4 separate regions of the Mus musculus genome follow, and all the other regions are linked to region 1. Evidence: chromatin contacts called from public HiChIP or PLAC-seq data. All regions are on one chromosome and are shown on one strand. Each heading gives the region's core, a stretch centred on a gene start, on an enhancer-like site or on the middle of the called end of the contact. The rest is flanking DNA. Distances are from core to core; before and after follow the strand shown. Region 1 has its middle 64 kb from the start of Gm29922. Region 2 has its middle 33 kb from the start of Gm40217. Region 3 overlaps Fyb2 (FYN binding protein 2). Region 4 has its middle 66 kb from the start of Gm40217.

Evidence for each region. HiChIP or PLAC-seq counts read pairs in DNA pulled down with a chosen protein or histone mark.
Region 2: a contact with region 1 is called in an H3K27ac HiChIP or PLAC-seq map of large pre-B cells, with 4 times the contacts expected there. The contact joins two enhancer-like sites. A contact is called at or near these places in 1 of 15 datasets of contacts at CTCF or cohesin (the NIH/3T3 cell line) and 4 of 115 datasets of contacts at active chromatin or transcription factors (cardiomyocytes, embryonic stem cells, fibro-adipogenic progenitors and 1 more).
Region 3: a contact with region 1 is called in an H3K27ac HiChIP or PLAC-seq map of embryonic stem cells, with 10 times the contacts expected there. The contact joins two enhancer-like sites. A contact is called at or near these places in 2 of 115 datasets of contacts at active chromatin or transcription factors (embryonic stem cells and large pre-B cells) and 1 of 9 other capture datasets (embryonic stem cells).
Region 4: a contact with region 1 is called in an SMC1A HiChIP or PLAC-seq map of large pre-B cells, with 7 times the contacts expected there. The contact joins two enhancer-like sites. A contact is called at or near these places in 2 of 15 datasets of contacts at CTCF or cohesin (the NIH/3T3 cell line and large pre-B cells), 3 of 115 datasets of contacts at active chromatin or transcription factors (embryonic stem cells, fibro-adipogenic progenitors and large pre-B cells) and 1 of 9 other capture datasets (embryonic stem cells).

Annotation. Positions count from the first base shown.
Region 1 is chr4:105,907,913-105,910,612 of GRCm38.p6, reverse strand. No RefSeq gene overlaps it. Among named protein-coding and RNA genes, the nearest start is that of Gm29922, 64 kb to the right of the region's middle. Within about 2 kb of position 1,427, at least 22 of the 459 cell types and tissues checked have an H3K27ac peak or open chromatin away from gene starts, as enhancers often do.
Region 2 is chr4:105,284,387-105,287,086 of GRCm38.p6, reverse strand. No RefSeq gene overlaps it. Among named protein-coding and RNA genes, the nearest start is that of Gm40217, 33 kb to the left of the region's middle. Within about 2 kb of position 1,271, at least 32 of the 459 cell types and tissues checked have an H3K27ac peak or open chromatin away from gene starts, as enhancers often do.
Region 3 is chr4:105,006,542-105,009,241 of GRCm38.p6, reverse strand. The region is part of intron 15 of Fyb2 (FYN binding protein 2); the gene reads right to left. Among named protein-coding and RNA genes, the nearest start is that of Gm52670, 11 kb to the left of the region's middle. Within about 2 kb of position 1,386, at least 27 of the 459 cell types and tissues checked have an H3K27ac peak or open chromatin away from gene starts, as enhancers often do.
Region 4 is chr4:105,251,400-105,254,177 of GRCm38.p6, reverse strand. No RefSeq gene overlaps it. Among named protein-coding and RNA genes, the nearest start is that of Gm40217, 66 kb to the left of the region's middle. Within about 2 kb of position 1,412, at least 19 of the 459 cell types and tissues checked have an H3K27ac peak or open chromatin away from gene starts, as enhancers often do.

The DNA of each region.
Region 1 (2,700 bases), core at 178-2,677:
GGGCTGGCTTGAGGATTTGGGGAGATATTAACTGGAGAAATCAGAATTAGCTCAGATGCATTAGATGGTTGGGCTAGAATAGGCTGTGTTCTGTTTTGCAGCCATGGGACTGATGAATATGCACAGCCAAATCTGTGTGTGTGTGTGTGCGCGCGCGCGTGTGTGAGTGTGTGTGTGTGTGTACACGTGTGCGCATGCATGCTCCTATATGTGTGCATGTGTGGGTGTGTATATGTATGTGTGTGTGCACATGTGTGTGTGTGTGTATGTGGGGGGAGCATATGCACACACATGTGCATAGATGCATGTCTTCACTCTAGAATCCAGGTGAATATTGAAGGGTTTATTTGGACCTTTACCGTGTACGAATATCTCACCATTTTCCATTAAACCCTTCAGAGTTGATAATTTTCTTTCCTTTTGACACTTTATTTATCATATATTTACTAGTTACACATTTGTGGATCCCAAACTTCATATAAGTGTTTGGCAATCCTGCAAATAGATACAGTTAAAGAAACTAGTGTTCAGGGAGAGCCAGCGCCTAAGGTTGTAGAGCGAGTGAGGGGATGGTTTTCTGTGATCTGAACTTAAGTCTTTGTGTAGCTGCCCATTTGAAATGGATTCTTATTTGAGAGCCAGCTAATAAACACAGGCTCTTAGAGCCAGTCATTTGATCTACAGGGTCTACCTACCAAGTTCATGTGAGAGTTATTCACCAAGTTTCTAGCATGCAGTTTTCCAAATTTTGGGGAAGAGCCTTGTGTTTGGTTTCTCTTTCCTACCATTCAGTGAGCCTGAAGTTTTGAGAAGACAGGTGGCCTAAAACCACATACTGTGAAGCAAAACACTCTTAGGTACTGGAGGTTGAATTCCCAGCCTTAAGCTTCCTCCCTCTGGGGAGCCATGCAAATCCACAGAAAAACAGAACATAAAATAACAAGTTTATTAATGGCTGAACAAGCCCGGAAAACCACACTGCAAAGCAGAGGTTGTTGTATCCTGGATCTAGATTTGAGACTGTGAGCTCAGCTTTGCCGAGGAACATGTTTGGATTGGTGAAGCAGAACCCAAGTTCACCTAAACAACTGTAAGAACAAGGATGGCTTCCTGAGTCAGTCAAGTTAGGGAGGGATAACTGCTGGGTGTCTCTCACCAGATGCCTGTGGCAGGGAGACAGGAAATGGGCAACAGGAAGTGCTCTGTAGACAGATGTGTCGAAGATAACAGTCCACTGAAGTGTGTGTGTGTGTGTGTGTGTGTGTGTGTGTGTGTGTGAGAGAGAGAGAGAGAGAGAGAGAGAGAGAGAGAGAGAGAGAGAGAGCTCTTCCCCGTGGCATAGGAAATAGATTAGGTCATGCTACACTTCTGAGGAGTATGCCATTGCCACTAATGATCTAGCTATCAGGACTATCCAAAGGCTGTCTAACGAGGTGGACAATTGCTTTTCTTCTTCAGTTCCCGGTGGAGCTACCAAGGACAAGCATGTAGTCATAGACATTCATTCACTGTCAAGGCTGAGGTATGGGGTGAGCCATTGGTGGAGATGTATTCTTCCTCCTTTGTAGTAAGTCAAGTTCTGTATTAGCAGAAGACATGATTGCCCGGAGGCAACAGCTTCCATTCCACCAATATATATGAGAACTTATCTCACCAAGGTGACAGGCTGCTGAACAGTGTGGACCTGGCTGTCCTTTGTCCCTCTCAGAAGGAGCTGACATTCTAGTTGAAGAGATAGTCAGAAACTACCAATTAAAGAGATAAACAGAGAAAACAGTGGGGGAGTTTCAGTTAAAGGTCTAACAGAACAGAATAATGTTGGGAGAGACCATTCCATACAGCATGGCCAAGGAGAACCTCCTCTACAGACAAAACTTAAATTGTAAATTAGTGTTAAAATAGCATGAGAGCAGAGGGAGGAAATGACAACATCTCTGGCTGGGAAATTTAAGTCAGTTGAAGTGACTTTACTCATAGCCATCCAGCAGGCCATCAGCAAGCTCAGACTAAAATCTGGGGCCAGAAATGTTTCTTCTGTTTAAGGCTTTTATCTTGCTAGGGTCTTGGATCACTTCTTTTGGATCAAATGGCCTAGTGGTGGTGGGGGATAGCTGTCTTCAGAGAGTCAACCTTTACATTTTGAAAGAAGCAGCAGAGGTCAGGAAAAGAAAACACTTGTCATGCAAAAGGGCTCTTTAAAAAGACAATGCAAAATTTAAATCACACCTGTGAGTTTAAGCTTCAAGCACTTTCCCCTTTGCTGTAAGTTTGGTTACTCCACAGACTTGTGAGCCAACAGATGGACAATGATTCAGAGACTGGAAAGCACATGCTAGAAATTATCAGATACCTGATGTTTTCTCTCTCTCTCTCTCTCTCTCTCTCTCTCTCTCTCTCTCTCTCTCTCTCTCACACACACACACACACACACACACACACACACACACACTTGCACTTGCACACGTGCGCGCACACACACGGGGGGGGGGGGGAGGGAGGGAGAAATGGCCATTTCACTCATTTACCTTTAGAGAATCTCTTTCCCCACCCCCTTTCTCTGGAAATTGGAAACAAAAGTGGCTTGGTTCCGAGGTGGCGAGAGCTCCTACAGTATGCTCTTTTCTCGTCTGCCTTTTATCTCTTCCAGGGACAATCAGATGCCAGAAATGTGTCACTTCAAGCAGTCCTGCACATTTCATG
Region 2 (2,700 bases), core at 22-2,521, 620 kb after region 1:
AGCCAGCATGTGCGTAGGTAGGAGTCTGGAGAAGTGTATATCATGTTCCGGAAATTCTTCCCACAGAATGCTGACCCTCAGCAGAGGATCTGGTTTCTAAGCCTTTCCTGCCCCCTACTATTGTTTACTCTACACATTTGAAATCAAACAGATCTGGGCTGAGGTCCCAGCTCCACCATCTCACGGTGAGAGCTGAGGTCAGGGCTTTGTCTCGCTTCTCTCCAACATCCAGCCTGTCACCATCCCTGGCCGTTGGTGGCAAAGATTCCACAAGATGTGTGTGCAAACATCCCCAACATGGCTAGTGGCTGCACAAGAAGGGCAAGGGTGGTTTTCTATGTTGATGGTGTTTTTAGGAGATAAGTAGAAGAGGGGGAAAGAACAGGTGAGAGAGCAGCACAGGGCCTGCCAGGGAGCAGAACACACTGTTACTCCCTGGGAGCCTCTAAGGCAGGAGAAAGGTCACTCTTCGGAAAGAACAGACGTTCATGCCGTGCATGCTACATCCTGCCTCCTGTAGTTCCCCTGCCTGGCTGTGCTGGTTTGCTCTTCTGTCAAGTGAAGAAGTGACCCTCATCTGCTGCTGAGTGTTGAGGCTGTGTCGGAACTCACAGGGCTTTGAGAAGGATGACGGGGAAGCACCCTGGCCGAGTCACATGTCTGTCACTGTCTGCATAGTTGTGCCAGGCCAGGCTGCTGGGCCCCATGCTTCTTGTTCAGTGATGTCCCTGTGCCTCCTCTTGAGTTGTTTATCACTTACAGGTTTTTTTTTCCTTTTGCCTCCCATCCTTAATGTTTCCCAGAAGGCTCTCTTGAAGACACTAGTTGTCTTAGACAGGGTTTCTATTCCTGCACAAACATCATGACCAAGAAGCAAGTTGGGGAGGAAAGGGTTTAATCGGCTTACACTTCCATGCTGCTGTTCATCACCAAAGGAAGTCAGGACTGGAACTCAAGCAGGTCAGAAAGCAGAAGCTGATGCAGAGGTCATGGAGAGATATTCTTTACTGGCTTGCCTCCCCTGGCTTGCTCAGCCTGCTCGCTTATAGAACCCAAGACTACCAGCCCAGAGATGGTCCCACCCACAAGGGGCCTTCCCCACTTGATCACTAATTGAGAAAATGCCTTACAGTTGGATCTCATGGAGGCATTTCCTCAACTGAAGCTCCTGTCTCTGTGATAACTCCAGCTGTGTCAAGTTGACACAAAACTAGCCCGTACACAGTCTAGAGTGATCTCATGCCCTGGAGATGTTGTAAGACTTGGCCACATCATAGGATAGCCAGACTCTTCTACCTTCCCCTGCCCTGTTCCTTTCTCACCTCCCAGCAAGGGCTATCTGGTCTACCATTTCCCCTCTGCCATTATTCTCACAGGGAAGCCTCTGGCCCCAACCCCCCACCTACTTCAAATCTGGCCTAACTCTCATGCAACAGTCCAGGCCACCTGGATGGTGCGCTCTGCCATGATGATTTCGGTTCCTCAAATGTGCCAAGCTGTACCTTCCTTTTTCTTCGTTCTTCAGGCCTCAGTTGTGTTACTACCTCTTTGGCTTTTGCCTCCAACTCCGTTCAGGTTCAGTTCACCAATGTGTATTCCTTCTGCAGCCTGTGACTCCCCTACCCACCCCCAATTCTAGCTCAAATCATTGCTGAAATTGCTTGGTCTGTGCCTTTCTCTCCCTCTCAATGAAATGCATATAGCTCGGGCTTGTCTCTCACTTTTCAGAGTTCTACATCACCCCAGCTTAGTGTCTCCCAGGGCTGGCCTATGAATGATCTGCTCCTGCTGCTTGCATGGCTTCGACCCTGGGATCCTGACTAAGGGTGACAAGGGAATAAGGATAAGACAGACAGACACACAGAAAAGCTGGGATAGGGTAGACTGGGCTTTCCAATGAAGAAGCCACAGCACCTTAGAAGTTCAGCATGTTTGTTATATATAGTTGAACAGGGAGGCAAGTTTGTTGTCTAAAGCTGAAAATGCAGCTTTTATTGTGTACAGAATTAGGAAGGCAGGCTTAGCTGATCTCAGTAGGAGCAGTCTTCAGGCTGTGAGTATCTGGGAGGAGAAAGTGGATGTTTTCTATAAAGTCAACATTCACACTCAGACCCTGAGGCCGGCCTTATCATCCATCCCACACCAGGTGAGGGCTTTCACACTCCCTTGGGGATGCAGCATGGCCATGGCCATGCCCATGCCCACAATACACATTCTCTCCAGACTTCACATGTTCCCTACAGACTATCACAAGACCATCCTAGACTGGAGAGTTGACTCAGGGGTTAAGAGTACTGGCTGCTCTTCCAGAGGTCCTGAGTTCAAATCTCAGCACCCACATGGTGACTCACAAGGCCATGCTATTTTCAATGTGTCACCACTCACCAGCTCCTAACAGAGAATCAACAAATGTTGTCACCAACACATTGGGTCCACAATATTTCTTCATGGCTACTATGCATCTGATGATGCCTGACTCACTGGAATCAGATACCCAGAGAGCGAGGCTAGCAATCTGTGCTTGGACAAGCATGCTACACAATGCTAATACACTTTCAAGTTCAAGGACCGCGGGACCAGACAATCCCATGCCCTTAAAACAGAAAGGATGGGTAGCACAGTGCTTCCTTTAGCTCCAGAATTCTCCAGAAATACACCCAGGGCTTCCATCATGATACACATTGACTCTTTCCTCCAGCA
Region 3 (2,700 bases), core at 137-2,636, 900 kb after region 1:
AACTCTTTTCCAAACTAACTGATTAAAACTGGCTTCTCTTAGCTTCTGATGAATTACTTTCTGCTTAGAAAATCTACCTCTGAATTCCACAAATCAAACTGCACTGACTGTATGAACTGAGTAGAACTCAAAGAAACTGCATGAATTCAATTGAACTCAATGCATTCAACTGAACCACATCCAACTACACTCAACTGAACTCAACTGCATTGCCTGAACTCAACTCAATTTACCTCCACTCATTGAACTGCCCTCTACCTCTAACTCACTCTGCACTGTTCTTTAAGTGGCTTCTCTTTCCTATCTTATCTGTTCATGTGAGAGTTGGGCGTATCATATCTGACTCATTCTGTCAAATCTTACTCTGATTCATCACTTTGTCTGCCTCTCAATTAGATGTCACTTTCAAACATAACTGCTTCCTTCTACAAACTAACTTTACTTCCTCTGTTAGGGATTACAGGTGTCTAGTAAGGGCTTGTCTGTATTCCAGTCAGATCATACTGTAATCCAGGGCATGTCTACATTCTTGTTGGATCATATCTTTGGATGTGATTCCTTGCCAGAGCAGCCATGTTGCTGGATTAAAATTACTCTACATGTATAGATAAGTTCAACAGTCTAGAAAGGAGACTAAGAAGATAAAGAGGTGCTGAAGAAGGGGTGGGGCAAAAGACACATGTAACATGAAGGATGGAGGGGCTGCAGAGGAGGGTAAGGGAGTAGAGAGGAAGAAGTTTTAAGAGGGGGTGGGGACATAGAGGTTGGAAGAGGTGGGTGGAGAACACACTTCAATAGAAAATGCTGTAAATGCTATAATGGCATCAAATACTTTGTATGCTAATTTTTAAAATAATAAAATAGGAGTTGGATAGATGGCTCAGTGACTTAAGAACCATCCAGTTATCTATAGTGTTGACAAGCCTAAATACTTCAGTAACTCTGCACTAGGAAACCTTTAAACACAATAATGCATATGTTAGAAAGCTTACATTTTCATAGTTGCTATGTTTTGATTCCCTTTACATATGCAATCCTAGGAACTGAACTCTGGTCTTGGCACATGCAAGGCAAGCACTCTACCACTTAACTATATTTCAAACCTCAAACTTTGTGGCCCCGGTAGGTCTTGAACTTGCTAGTCCTGGCTTCAACCTCCATAGTAGCCAGTATTACAGACCTCTGCCACCAAGCCTGCCTTTTCTTCAGATTCTGCTCAGAGGGTCCTTCAGGATATGAAGGTTCCAGCCCCTTCCAGTCATTGAAGCTGCACCTGAGAAGGCTTTTGCGAGGCCCTAGGACTTGCTGGGGATCTTACACGCCTCTCTTTTGAAGCCTAGAAGATAGCTCTAGAAACTACTTCCTTTTCTAATGGCCTCATGTTCACTCATTTATGGTTTCTGTATGAGATCCCAGAAGGAGGAACTCTGACCCAGTCCCAGTGGATCTGCGATAAGCTCTGCACAATACCAGGCACAGAACAGGGTTTAGTGTGAGCTTGTGCATGAAATTTGAAGGGAGCTAGAGCAGGACAGCAGGTGCAGGCTGGGCAGACACCCTCTCCCATGTTTAGTTTCTTTACTAAAACAATATATCCAAGTCTTTGAAGTTTTTGAAGCAGTAGAAAGGAAGAGGAAATAGAAAATGCAGCCTCTCCCACAATGTCATTAGGGTAGAAGTAACCACAAAAGAGAAGTGAGAACCTGGAAACAGACTGTCAGGTGCTGGGACACTTGATTTAACAAAATGGCATTGCAAATTGCTGGGGAAAATAAGAGACATTTCTCTGTATAGAAGAAAACAACTGGCTGTCACTTGTTAAAATAAAACTCAATTCACACGATACTTGATGTGCCCTGGTGGTCTAGGGGTTAGGACTCAACACTCTCACCACTGAGGCTCTGATTCAATCCCTAGTCAGGGAAGAAACCCTCTTTTGAAAACAAACACAACCCCCCCAAAAAAATCTCAGTTCAGGAGGATCTAAGGGTTGAGTTTAAAAGGCAAAGCTGCAACTTTTAGAAGAGAATATAGGAGTATGTTGAGCAAGCTAGGAGAAAGTTCTCTAAAAGATATAGAAAGCAATAATAAAAAGTAATTTAAAGATACATTAAGAATTTGAATTTCTATTCTTTGGAAGACTAGAATGGAAATCAAGAATGCCATCCAACAGGTGGAGAAGATGTAGTAATAGATGACATGAGAGAGGAAAAGAGTTGTATCCAAAATGAATTGTTTTAAACCTAAGAAGGAGGAAAATACTGACACCACCACAGAAAAGCAGTCAAACGATATGATATGAGTAGAGGATCGACTGAGTGTGTGTAACTGCACTGAAGCGTGATGTGACTCGAAGTACTATGATGTGATACTATTTACAGACACCGATGTGGCAAAAATGTCTTCTTTTTGTTCTGTGTGTTCTGTGGGAACCAGGGCAAACCCCACGTGCTGGAACGGCACTTGTGAATTTGTATCTGTATTTCCTCTTCCAAGTACATGAGGATACCAGGAATCAATTCTGTGGAAGTACTGATCGCACATGCACAATCACTCAGGAACTAAATGCCTACCAAGAGAATGGATTAACGTGGCAATATGCATCCTGGAATATTAATCAAAGAGCAGGAAAAAATGAAGGAAGCATGGCAGCAAAGCAGTAGAACTGAGTACCCTTTTACAAAAGTTACAGAATTCAGT
Region 4 (2,778 bases), core at 163-2,662, 660 kb after region 1:
GGGTGGCAGCCTTCCACCTATTCCACCCCCTCCCCCGACTCATCAGCTCCTTCTTCACCTGTCACTCAGGCTCTCTGGCTTCATCCAGCGACAGTGGGACTCTACCTTTCACAGTGACAAGCTCAGAAAAGATGTAACACAGTAAGAAGCTCTGATGTCTACAGATTGGATCTGACTCCAATTCCTCCCCTGAGAGCAGATGAGAAGGTGTTGGGTAGACAGTTTCAATATCTGTACTTCTGGGCTCATGCTACCCTGCCTGCAAGGTTTCAACTGTCTTCAAAATGTCACCAGGTGACCTGGGAATATATCCAACCTTTGTTTCCTAGTGTTCTGTACAGCATTCTGAACCCAGTGAAGAAGGGGTTCCCCCTGTTAACTTCCTGTAGGCAGACTAGGGCCACGGAATTGCTACTCTACAATTTGTGTGTAGAAAGAACACAGTGCTTCCTAAAGGGCACGGTGGAAGGCATGGTGTCTGGCATCTGAGGTAGTTCAGTGAGGACCAGTGCCCTATTAACGAATCTTTGCCAAAAGAGCCCAGAAGCAAAGGTCGGGAGACTAGAAACAGGTGATGGCTGGACTCTCAAAAGGAAAACAGTTCAACATTGGCTGATGTCCTAAATGTTTTTAAGTAAAGAATAATAAAATATCTTTAAGAGAAGAGAGAAAAATTTACACAGAGACAACAGAGAGACAGAGACTAAGACAGGATATAGAGGGGAGGGGGAGAGGGGAGGGGGGAGGGAGAGGGGGAGGAGGAGGGAGAGGGACACACCTCTTGGAAACACCTCCTGGCAGTGAGAGAGTAGAAGACAGGAAAGCCCCAGACACTTGAGATGACTTCCCAATGACAAAGGCAGCATACTTATCTCCTGCTTGATACTCCCTCCTTCTTCTCCAGGGAGTGGGGAGCTGCTGGGCTCTGAGGGCCCCTGGTCAGCTGTTGAAGAGTGGTGCTGTCACCAAACACTGTCACCAAACAACCTCAAATCATGTTAGGCTTCAGTCCCCTCCAACTTAAAGCTGAAGAGCCGGTCCTCTAGCATAGCTTGAACTGCTCACCCCAATCAATTAAGAGCACTCCCATCATAAACCCCAAATAAGTTTGCTTGGCCTGACCTTGGCAATCTAGTTAAAGAAACATCACTCCTCTTGAAGGGATCTATCATGTTTTAATGGCTCACACCGGGGCAGAGGAATTTAGAGTTGGGCTGTACCACAGCTCTGGAATGCCAGCATTGAGAGTCCAACCTACATGACTGATGAGAAAACCAGGGGTCAGAGGGATTTGTCTCCAGATCCTGATTTTGTTATTATACTGTTTAGAAGAATCCCTAACACCAGTCTGTGCACTGCCTTCCCACCCGCGGCAGTGTTGGTGGTTGACTGCAGAGGTTCAGCAGGAGCTTGGCCAGTTTCATTTTCACTTCATATCTGATGTGTAACCAGTGACTTCATCTACCTGAGCCTCAATTAGCCTCCTTTGGGCAAGATTCTACCCTTCAGGTGATACAGTGATAGCATTTACATCTCTGAGTATCTCCAAGATAAAGGGAGACGGTACTTTTAATATTTAATAAGCCTTCCTGCCTGCCTGCCTTTTCTCCTTCCTTCCTTCCCTACTTCCTTCCCCACTCCTTTTCTTCCTAAATACTGAATAGGGACTCTGGCAATGAAAAGAAGCAAGCATGGCAAAAGGTTCTCGCTGAAAGAAAGCTAACCTCTAAATATGCTTCAAGATTTTTCTTGAGAGGACTTCTCCAGTTGTACCCCCTGATCCATTCATTTCTTTGCAGTCACAGGTCTTGCTAGTACAGATTATTAAGCACCCCCTCTTAATCAGGTTCTCAGCACCCCTGCCTGATATACAGATGTACTGTTTTGCCCCCAAGGGAACTGTAGAAAACTGCTGTAAAGGCAAGGAGGAAAACACCCACCACAAGCATGAAATATATGTAAATAATTAAAGCATTCAGAACGCAGATAGAAAAAGGGACTGTGGCTACATCAGGGGCCAGCAACGAGAGAATCAGAGGGGGAAACCCCAGGCGTAGTTCTTGATTAAAACAAACAGAAATGTTAAAAGTAAGTAAAATTTTGGTTAGGGCAAACCAATTCTGGGGGTTAAGCTCTTGGAAGACTCTCTTGTGTAGCAACTGTTGATTTACTCTAGGTTTTGGAATCAGCAAGTTTGTTGGGGAAAGATATAGTATGAAGTTGGACTGTGTGTGGGGGGGAGGGGACAAGGGAGAATTAAGGGGTGGAAAAGAAAGGAGAGAATACATAGGAAGAAATATATGGGAAGAACTGAAGTATATTGCCTCCAGTTTACACTTGTAAATCCCAGTCTGGGTTCCTTCACTGAGAATATTCCCTGAAAAAGAAAAGAGGGCAGGGGAGAAGAGAGGAAGACAGCAGCATGCAGATGGGATGAAGGAGAGGAGGTGGGCAAGGAGAGATGTAGTAGGGGATGAAGAAAAGGGAAGGGAGAAAGAAGGAAGATACTCTCAAGGATGGTAAATACCTAGAGGATGGAATGCCTGCCAAATGGGACAGAATAAGATGCAGCATCAGGATCTATAGGCAGCTGTGTCTGACTGCAATGATGTCCCTGCAATGAGTCCTCATCACCAGCTAGGCATCATGGGAGCATATATTCAAAGAGCCAAGGATCTTCCAGGTGCCCAGTGAGTCCCACCAGTCTGTAGGGTTATCTGCTCTAGATTAGCTTCTGGTACTGTTGACCACATCACCATGGACAAATCACACACTGCC